Linked DNA regions of Macaca mulatta: region 1 is linked to region 2. A link is a contact called in public Hi-C data. All regions are on one chromosome and are shown on one strand. Each heading gives the region's core, a stretch centred on a gene start, on an enhancer-like site or on the middle of the called end of the contact. The rest is flanking DNA. Distances are from core to core; before and after follow the strand shown.

Evidence for each region. Hi-C and Micro-C count contacts between places; a contact is called where the count stands out from the background.
Region 1: a contact with region 2 is called in a Hi-C map of cortical neurons, with 2.7 times the contacts expected there. The contact joins the promoter of PDCD5 here to the promoter of DPY19L3 in region 2. A contact is called at or near these places in 3 of 14 Hi-C or Micro-C datasets (blood, cortical neurons and fetal cortex germinal zone).

The regions. Positions count from the first base shown.
Region 1 is chr19:43,868,788-43,873,783 of T2T-MMU8v2.0, forward strand. It overlaps PDCD5 (programmed cell death 5), which reads left to right and starts at 2,669. Exons shown (of 6, transcript NM_001265692.1): 1 at 2,669-2,796; 2 at 3,648-3,685. The coding sequence starts at 2,731.
Region 2 is chr19:43,686,719-43,691,601 of T2T-MMU8v2.0, forward strand. DPY19L3 (dpy-19 like C-mannosyltransferase 3) reads left to right here and starts at 3,497. Exons shown (of 19, transcript XM_077982051.1): 1 at 3,497-4,043. LOC144337368 (a long non-coding RNA gene) reads right to left here and starts at 4,001. Exons shown (of 3, transcript XR_013410410.1): 1 at 3,465-4,001; 2 at 133-250.

The DNA of each region.
Region 1 (4,996 bases), core at 1,419-3,918, 180 kb after region 2:
CCTCATACCCATTAGGATGGTTAATATCAAAAACAAGCAAAAAAACAAACAAAAAACAGAACACAACAAATATTGGTGAGGAGATGGTGAAATTGGAACCTTCATTCACTGTTGGTGGGAATGTAAAATTCCACAGTTGCTGTCGAAAATGGTATGGCCATTCCTCAACATAGAATTACCACATGATCCAACAATTTCTCTTCTGGGTATGTATCCAAAAGTGAAAGCATGGACCTGAACAAGTATTTGTACACCCATGTTCACAGCTGCATTATTAATAATAGCCAACCGGCCGGGTGCGGTGGCTCACGCCTGTAATCCCAGCACTTTGGGAGGCCGAGGCGGGTGGATCACAAGGTCAGGAGATCGAGACCATCCTAGCTAACACGGTGAAACCTCGTCTCTACTAAAAATACAAAATATTAGCCGGGCATGGTGGCGGGCGCCTGTAGTCCCAGCTTCTCGGGAGGCTGAGGCAGGAGAATGGTGTGAACCCGAGAGGTGGCGCCTGCAGTGAGCCGAGATGCACCACTGTACTCCAGCCTGGGCGTCAGAGCAAGACTCCGTCTCAGAAAAAAAAATAAAAATTAAAAAAAAAAATAGCCAAAAGGTGGAAGCAATCTAAGTGTCCATTGTCTGATGAATGGATAAACAAAAGGTGCTAGGTATATCCATACAATGAAATATATTCAGCGTAAAGAGGGAAAGAAATTCTGACACATGCTACAACAGGGATGAACCTTGAAGACATATGTTAGGTGAAATAAGCCAATCGCAAAAGGCCAAATATTGTATGATTCCACATATACAAGATACCTAGAACAGGCAAATTCATAGAAACTAGAATGGGAGTGGGTGGAGACTGATTATTATTCTCAGACTCCTCCCACCTCCACCCATTCCCATTAGAGGCCCCTCACACCAATCTAAATCTTTACTGGGTAGAGTTCCAGTTCAGGATGATTTAAAAAAAAAAAAAAAAAAAAAAAGGTGTAGAGATTGATGGTGGGCGTGGTGGTTCACGCCTATAATCCCAGCACTTTGGGAGACTGAGGCAGGTGGATCAGAAGTTCGAGACCAGCTTGACCAACATGATGAAACCCCATCTCTACTAAAAAATACAAAATTAGCCAGGCATGGTGGTGCACGCCTGTGGTCCCAGCTACTGGAGAGACTAAGGCAGGAGAATCGCTTGAACCCGGGAGGTGGAGGTTGCAGTGAGCCGAGATTGACAGTGACAACTGCACAATAATGTATTTCATACCACTGAACAGTACACCTAAAAATGGTGAAAATGGTAAATTTTGTATTATGTATATTTTGCCACAGGCCAGGTGTGGTGGCTCACGCCTGTAATGTTAGCACTTTGGGAGGCTGAGGCAAAAGGATTGCTCGAGCTCAGGAGTTAAAGGCCAGCCTAGGCAACATAGCGATACCCCATTTGTATTTTTTTTAATGTAAAAAATAAAATAAAATAACACACACACAAACGAATAAACAGAACCTGTATGAGTCACACGTTTAGGTAGCTGAATATCCTCTCTGCCCCCGATTCCCCCAAGTCAAAGGCAAAAGGGATTCGTTCCACCGAAGAGTTTACACCAGCCACAGCTGCCTCCCAGGAAAAGCCCTTTTGTGCGTGGAGGAGGCAGACGGCGAGGGTCTGTGAACATTTTTTTTTTTTTTTTTTGAGACGGAGTCTCGCTCTGTCGCCCAGGCCAGTGGCCGGATCTCAGCTCACTGCAAGCTCCGCCTCCAGGGTTTACGCCATTCTCCTGCCTCAGCCTCCCGAGTAGCTGGGACTACAGGCGCCCGCCACCTCGCCCGGCCAGTTTTTTGTATTTTTTAGTAGAGACGGGGTTTCACCTGTTCGCCAGGATGGTCTCGATCTCCTGACGTGATCTGCCCGTCTCGGCCTCCCAAAGTGCTGGGATTACAGGCTTGAGCCACCGCGCCCGGCCCACACTTTTTATTTTTATTTTTTATTTTAGAGACAGGGTCTGGCTCTGTCTCCCAGGCTGGAGTGCAGTGGCGCGATCACGGCTCACTGCAGCCTCGAACCACCGGGCTCCAGCGATCCTCCTGACACAGCCTCCTGAGAACTAGTTTTTTAAATTTTTAGTAGAGATAGGCTCTTGCCATATTGCCCAGGTTGGTCTCAAACTCCTGATCTCAAATGACCCTGCCGCCTCCCGAAGCGCCGGGACCACAGGCGGGGAGCCACCGGCCGGCCTCTGTGTGCACCGAGGAGCCGCGCAGCAACCGCCACGATCCAGCTTTAGGACATTTCCATCATCCCACTCAGCCTTCCTGCGCCCCTGGTTCCCCCATCTATAAATAGATAATATGCGCCTAGCTTTCTAGGTCACCGGCACATTGTACCCATAATTATTATACTTGTCAATGCCACATTTCTAGGTTTTAACCTTCCCCAAGCGCAGCACCCGCCCCCAGCGCAGCCCGTGTCCCCGCACGCAGAGGAGCCGATCACGGGTGGGAGGTGGATCCCGGAGGCCCCGCCCCAGGCCCCGCCCCCCCGTGCGCCCAAGCTCGATCGCCTGAGATCGGGGAATCGGGCCTCTCCTGGCGCCCTGGCAGCGGCGCGGGGCGTGGCTCCGGGCTGGATTGGTGACGCCTGGGCCCCGCGGGCGCCTGCGCAGTGGTCAAGGCCGAGCTGGCGCCGAGGGGCTGTGGGAGTGTCCGTGGCTGCTCCACCGCTGACGCCGCACCATGGCGGACGAGGAGCTTGAGGCGCTGAGGAGACAGAGGCTGGCCGAGCTGCAGGCCAAGCATGGGGTGAGCGCGCCAGCCCCTGCCATGCCCGGCCCCCGCGGGGCGCCGCCCTCGCCCGGAGTGGAGGGCGCGCCTCCCCCGGGGCCCGGTCCCCGGCGCTGCCCTGGCGGCCTCGTGGCCGGCTCCGAGGTGGCCTCCCCGCTTTCTCCGTCGCGAGGGGCACGGGAGGCTGGCGGCGGGGGCCGCCACGTGCCCGGGCGTTGGGGTGTGGGGTCCCCTGGCCTGGAGCGGGCTCGTCCTGGCGGGCCTGGATCCAAGCACAATCTCAGCTTTTGGAACCAGCAGCAGCCGGACCGAATTCAGTTTTTCCGGAATTCAGTTGTTCTGACCCAAGTTTAGCTGACAGGTATTGAGGGTCCGCTGTGTTCCCGGTGCTGAGCGCGCGGCGGGGTCAGAGGAACGCTCGCCCCGCCGGGATGACAGGGAGGGGCCGCCCGGGAAGCTTGGATGGATCAGACGCCCGGAGAGGCGTTTCTGATAGAGAGAGGGACGGGGACCTTAGGGACGGAGGGCGCAGTCTTTTGAGTTACCGTTGTCCCTAATACCGAGGCCCGTTTTATTTTACAGAAATTATCCCTACACGTAAAACACGGTTTCGTAATACAGGGATTCCCCTCCCCAGGGTGCTCTGTATTCCAAAGCGTTCTGTGAGGTTGTGATTTTAGACGCTCATCAAAACGTTGTAAGTGGAAACTAGTTCGTTGATTTCTATGAGGCCCAGTTTCTTCATTATTTGGGGAGTTGTTTCTACCACTGCAAGAGACTGTGATGTACAGGAAACAACGGAACCGTTCCTTTTTCCCCTCCCCCCCCATGAAATTTCTGTATTAAATTAAATTTTTTTTTTTTTCCAGGATCCTGGCGATGCGGCCCAACAGGAAGCAAAGCACAGGTATGGGCTGGAAACCTGAACTTTTTTTTCTTTTGCTTTAGTTATTTTAAGCAGGTGTGTGACTCAGATTTTTTGTTTTGCTGGAATGGTGATTTGGCCAAAATCATCCGCAGGGTATCTTCATTATTATTAGTTAAATAAACACGTGTGCAGCTCCACCTCAGACCTTGTATTGCAATTACTGGTTGATGTTTCTCTGCCAAACTGTGAGTACCTTAAAATGAGCCTGATAATAGGCAGCTGTGGCAGTTTCCTCGGATGTGGGGGTGACGTGAGTCCGGTGCCTCACTTAGTAAGTGCTCAATAAGTGTTAACTGTTAAACTATTCTGACTGTTTTATCCCAACACAGGGCAGAACACCTGAGACAGATGCAGGTAATTGATTCTGTGGCAGGTTTATTGAATGAGTATGTGATTACCTTATGCTACTGTTTTAAAATTGTGGTTAAAATTTCACCATCTCAACCATTTCTAAGTGTGTGCTTCAGTAGCGTTCACACTCTAGAATGTTTTCATCTTGCAAAACTGAAACCCTGAGGTTACTGGACAATTCTCCATTTCCCCTTCCCCACCTTCTAACTCCTCTCCAACAAATATTGATAGAGCACCTACTCTGGGTCAGGCACTGTGCTGGGTCTACAGAAATAGGAAGGCAGGGAGGGTTCGGGAGAAGACAGATGGTAAGAAGCATCTGGAGTAGTGATAGGAAGTAAAACGATGCGAATTTCATTGATTCTACCATGTACATCTTTAAACATATCTGAAATCAGGATGTCTTTTATAACGGATTGCTCTTGCCCCAGATTCTTCCAGAGGGGATTTACTTTAGACTGCCACCACTTGAGTCCATTTTTGAGACCACTGAAAGTTAAGTTCTCTGCTTGAGGTTTTCCCTTGCCTCGTCCCTAGTAGTGTGAATTCAGACACCAACCCTTTAAGACTGCACTTTTTTCTTCTTCACTCAGGGCCAGGTGCATGCAAGCTTTTGTACTGCCTCTTACTGCGTGGCAGATTTATTTCTTCTTTACCTTGTACTGAGAATGTTGCTCTTTGATACTCCAGTGGTGGGATCAGAACTCACTGCAGCCTCAAACTCCTCCTGGGCTCAAGTGATCCTCCCACCTCAGCCTCCTGAGGAGCTGAGACTACAGGCGTGCACCACCATGCCTGGCTAATTCTTTTAAACTTTTTTTTTTTTATAGCCTCGCTATATCACCCAGGCTAGTCTCAAACTCCTGGCTTCGAGTGATCCTCCCACCTCGGCCTCCCAAGATACCCCAGTTTGAATGGAGGTCTCTGTTAGACCTCTCA
Region 2 (4,883 bases), core at 2,247-4,746:
CCCAGCACTTTGGGAGGCCAAAGTGGGCAGACTGCTTGAGCTCAGGGGTTCAAGACCAGCCTGGGCAACATGGCAAGACCCCACCTCTACAAAAATTTTTTTTTTAAATTAGCCAGGTGTGGTGGCACATGCCTGTGGTCCCAGCTACTCAGGAGGTTGAGATGGGAGGATTTCGTGAGCCCAGGAGGTTGAAGCTGCAGTGAGCTGAGATGGTGCCACTGCACTCCAGTCTGGGCAACAGAGCAAGACCCTATCTCAAAAACAAAAACAAAAATAAAAAAAACCCGATAATCTATAAATAATCCCTTCATAGCAAGATTAAATAGATGGTGAAAGAACACAAAAAGACAAATTACACAAATTAAATGCAAATAGCCAATAAACTCCTGATATATTGTCTTCACCTCACTAATAAAGAATGCACACTAGATAATCATGTATTATTTGTCACCTAAGATTGGCAAAGGTTTAAAATGCTAATTGTTGGCAAGGGCATGGAGAAATAAGTGCCATAATACCCACTGGTGGAAAAGAAAAACAACAGAATCTTTAACCTTTTTGGAATGTAGCTTGCCAATGTTTATCACAATTTAGAATATGAGTTATAGGGCTGGGCGTGATGGCTCAGGCCTGTAATCCCAGTACTTTGGGAGGCTGAGGCTGGTGGATCACTTGAGGTCAGGAGTTTGAGACCAGCCTAGCCAACATGGTAAAATCCCATCTCTACTAAAAAGACAAAAATTAGCCAGGTGTGGTGGCGGGCTCCTCTAATCCCAGCTTCTTGGGAGGCTGAGGCAGGAGAATCACTTGAAGCTGGGAGATGGAGGTTGCAGTGAGCCGAGATCGCGCCACTGCATGCCAGCCTGGGTGACAAAGCTAGACTCCACCTCAAAAAATTAAATAAAATGAACATTGTATTTCAGACAGGAAAAAGCCAGTAACACAGAAGAACTCACACCCTTGGGATCCCAAGAAAAGATCCATGGGAAGGATGTAATGAACGGTGTTAATGACTTCTGGTGCAGTGCTTCTCAAAGTGTGATGTACATATAAATGAACTGGGGGTCATCTTAAAATGCAGATTTTGGCTACACAGGTCTTGGGTAGGACCTGAGACCCGGCATTTCTCAGATGACCCCAGGTGATGCCCATGCTGCATAACCCACAGACCGCATGTTGAGTAACAAGGTTCTGCTGTGGTTCCCTAACTTTTCTGAGAACAGAATTATCTGGAAAACTTCTGTATTGGTCCATACAGCTATACATACTGCTCTGAAGAATACTGCTGTAAAGAATGCCCAAGACTGGGTAATTTAAAGGAAAGTTGTTTAACTGACTCACAGTTCAGCGTGGCTGAGGAGGCCTCAGGAAACTTACAATCATGGCAGAAGGCAAAGGGGGAAGCAAGGCACTTTCTTCATAAGGAGGCCGGAAGAAGTGCTGAGCGAAGAGGCAAGAGCCCCTTATAAAACCATCACATCTCGTGAGAACTCACTATCACGAGAACAGCATGGGGGAAGCTGCCTCCATAATTCAATTACCTCCACCTGGTCTCTCCCTTGAACGGTGGGGATTATGGGAATTACAATTCAAGATGAGATTTGGGTGGGGACATAAAGCCTAACCATATGAACTTCTTAAAGATTAGTGGTCCCCTAGCCCTACAGATTCTAAATTCAGTAGGCGTGGGGTAGGACCTGACAACGTGCATTTTTTTTTTTATTATACTTTAAGTTCTAGGGTACATGTGCACAACGTGCAGGTTAGTTACATATGTATACATGTGCCATGTTGGTGTGCTGCACCCATTAACTCGTCATTTACATTAGGTATATCTCCTAATGCTATCCCTCTCCCCTCCCCCCACCTCACAATAGCCCCTGGTGTGTGACGTTCCCCTTCCTGTGTCCAAGTGTTCTCATTGTTCAATTCCCACCATGAGTGAGAAAATGCAGTGTTTGGTTTTCTGTTCTTGCGATAGTTTGCTAAGAATGATGGTTTCCGATAACGTGCATTTAACCTCCCAAGTGATGGTGACAGTGACGCTGCAGATCCCCAGACCACACTTTTGAGATGCACAGCACAAGTATTGCTGGCCCTGGCAGAGACAACCAGGGAGACCATTTAGGCTTCTAAACCTACTGCACACCAGAAGTCTTCCTCTACACCACCACTGCAGTCACAGTCCATTACTGGAGCCCATTCCTTTTACATTTCCTCTCTGGCTCCTGGCTCATATGGCCAGAAGTGTGAGCGAGGACCTACACTCATTACCCATCACCTCCATCGTTACTTTATCAGAACCAAAGACTAATTCTTAATTGGCTTATTCTCCCCAAGACTTACTCTCAGCAGTAGGTCCTACTTAGGAAAAGTCTCAAAGCTTTATCTTGCTTAGGAATGTCCTTTCATAGTATTAAAACAAGCAGCTGCTGCTGAATTCTACTTTCTTTTTAAGCGATGATGTTTCACAATGGTCACATTTCCCCCAGAGTGAAGAGAAAAAAAAAAAAAACCTATACAGTAAGAGGGAAATCCTATTTAAGGGGGACTCAATTCACCTACGTATTGATGAAGCAGACAAATGTACATAAAGTCATCTTAACATGACAGATAATAAACATACAGTCCTTGCCCTCAAGCCAGGCGACAGAAAAGCTACCAACCACCAGGTTGAAACAAGACAAATGTCATCTGAAAAAACAGCTGCATTTGTTTCTATCGAAGTCTTCCAGCAGATACCTTAATATCTTCGCACAGAATGTGTGCTCTTTACTAACAACCGACACACAAAGGAGGACGATCTCCAGCAGAGGTGACTAGGAAAGGCTTCCTGGATGGAGTAATTTAGTTTGGAGTCAGACCAATGAGCGCCTTTTCAAGGGTGGAGGTCCCAGATGGCCATTCCTTTAACAAAAATCAATTAACATGTAAAGTATATGCTGACAAATAAAACGTTTGATGGGCCCAGTGCAGTGGCTCAAGCCTGTAATCCCAACATTTTGAGAGGCTGAGGCAGGCCTGCCTCAACTCAGGAGTTTTAGACCAGACTGGGCAACACAATGAGACCCCATCTCTTCAAAAATTAAAATGAATCTCAGCTACTCAGGAGGCTGAGGAAGCAGGGTCACTTGGGTGCACGGGACTAAGGTTGCAGTGAGCTATGATCACACCACTGCACTCCAGCCTGGACGACAAAGCAAGACCCTCGTCTCTACGAAAAATTTAAAAATTAGCCGGGCATAGCAGTGCGAGCCTCTGGTCCCAGCTACTCGGGAGGCTGAGGCGGGAGGATTGCTTGAGCCCAGGAGGTCGAGGTTGCAGTGAGCCGTGATAGCACCATTGCACTCCAGCCTGGGCGACAGAGAGCCTCATCTCTAAAAAATAATTTCAAAAAAGGTTCCATTTAGTGTTTTTCGTGGTGTGACTAACAAAGGTATCTAGAAATATAGCACAGTCACTACCTGCTCTCAAAAAGCGGCTGCCAATCTAGTTTGGAGACAGAAAAATATACCCAAGTGAGAACACAGAGGAGTCTATTTTGTGAAAAGGGGCGTCTTTGGAGACGAAAATCCCTCTCTGCGGGACGCTGACGGGCAGTCGTTAAAGGACTTCAGCGGCAATCGGGCACTGGGGCTTTGCCAAGGCTTGGAGGCGGCGCGCCAGGCCGGGCAACGCGGGAAGCGGGGCAGGCCCGAGTGGCCCTACTGCTGGCGTCCCTACCGATCCCTGCGCATCCGCCACACAGCAGGGGACGGCAGGAAGGAGGAAGGATGGGAAGTCCCGTAAATCAGGCCCTCAGGGGCTCCCAGGCCCGCACCATTCCCAAACCCCGGGGGCCACCGCAGAGCCGCTGCTCCGGGCCGTGTGGCTCGAGGCGACCCTTCCTCGGAGTCGCCGGGCCCTCCTCTCCCGAGCCGAATCTCTAGCTCTGGCCTGAGGTGACCGGCGCCGCCGAGAGCAAACACAAGATTCGCACCCCGCTCCCCACGACAGCGGCTCCGCGGCGCCGCTCAGAGTCTCCGGAACAGACCAGACTCAAGGCAGGCCAGGCAAGCGGAAGTGTGCCGCTTCCTTCCGGCCAGCGCCGCACGAGACGGGGCGGGGATCCGCGGAAGGAGGCGGAGACTCCTGTTGACGAACAGCTCCTGGGGCCTATGGGCGCGGCCGCAGCCGCCAGGCCTCTCCGGCGCGCCCCCTCCCCGGGGCTGTCGACGCCCCCCAGCCCCTCATTTCCACAAAGCTCCGCGGCGGCTCTGCCCTCCTTGTCCCCGCGGCGCGCTGCGGCCCGTGGCGCTGCCCCGCTCCCGCCTAGCCCAGTCGGCCTCCTTCCCCTCCCGGAGCCGCGCGTGAGGACCGCTGAGACCGCAGGTCTGTGGCGGCGCGCGGGGACGCGCGGGGGAGGGTCCCCCGAGAGGGCGGGCGGCCGCCGGCGGAACACACGGCTACAGCTTTGAGCCCCTCAGGCCGCCCCGCCCCGCCGCGTGGCGCATTCGGGGGGCGCGGCCGCGGCGTCGGGGCGTCGGGAGGGGCGGAGCGCGGAAGTGTCAGCCGGGACGCGGGCCGGGCTGGACTCGGGAGGGACCAAGTTTGCGGAGCGGCTTCTGCGCGACGGCAGTGCGGCGAGGCAGGGCCTGGGCTGCGACCCCCAGGGCCGCTCGCCCGAACTTCCCGGCTGCCCCTGTCCTGGGAGACCTACCTGATGGGGACGCCAGGTGTGCAGGGGCGTGGCGCGTAGGTAAGCGGACCCGGTGCCTGCCTCACCCAGGGGATGCTCACTAGAGCGCTAGGCTTTTTAATTTTTTTTTTTTTAGAGACGGGGGTCTCGCTCTCTGGCCCAGGCTGGAGTGCAGTGGCGCGATCACGGCTCACTGCAACATCGA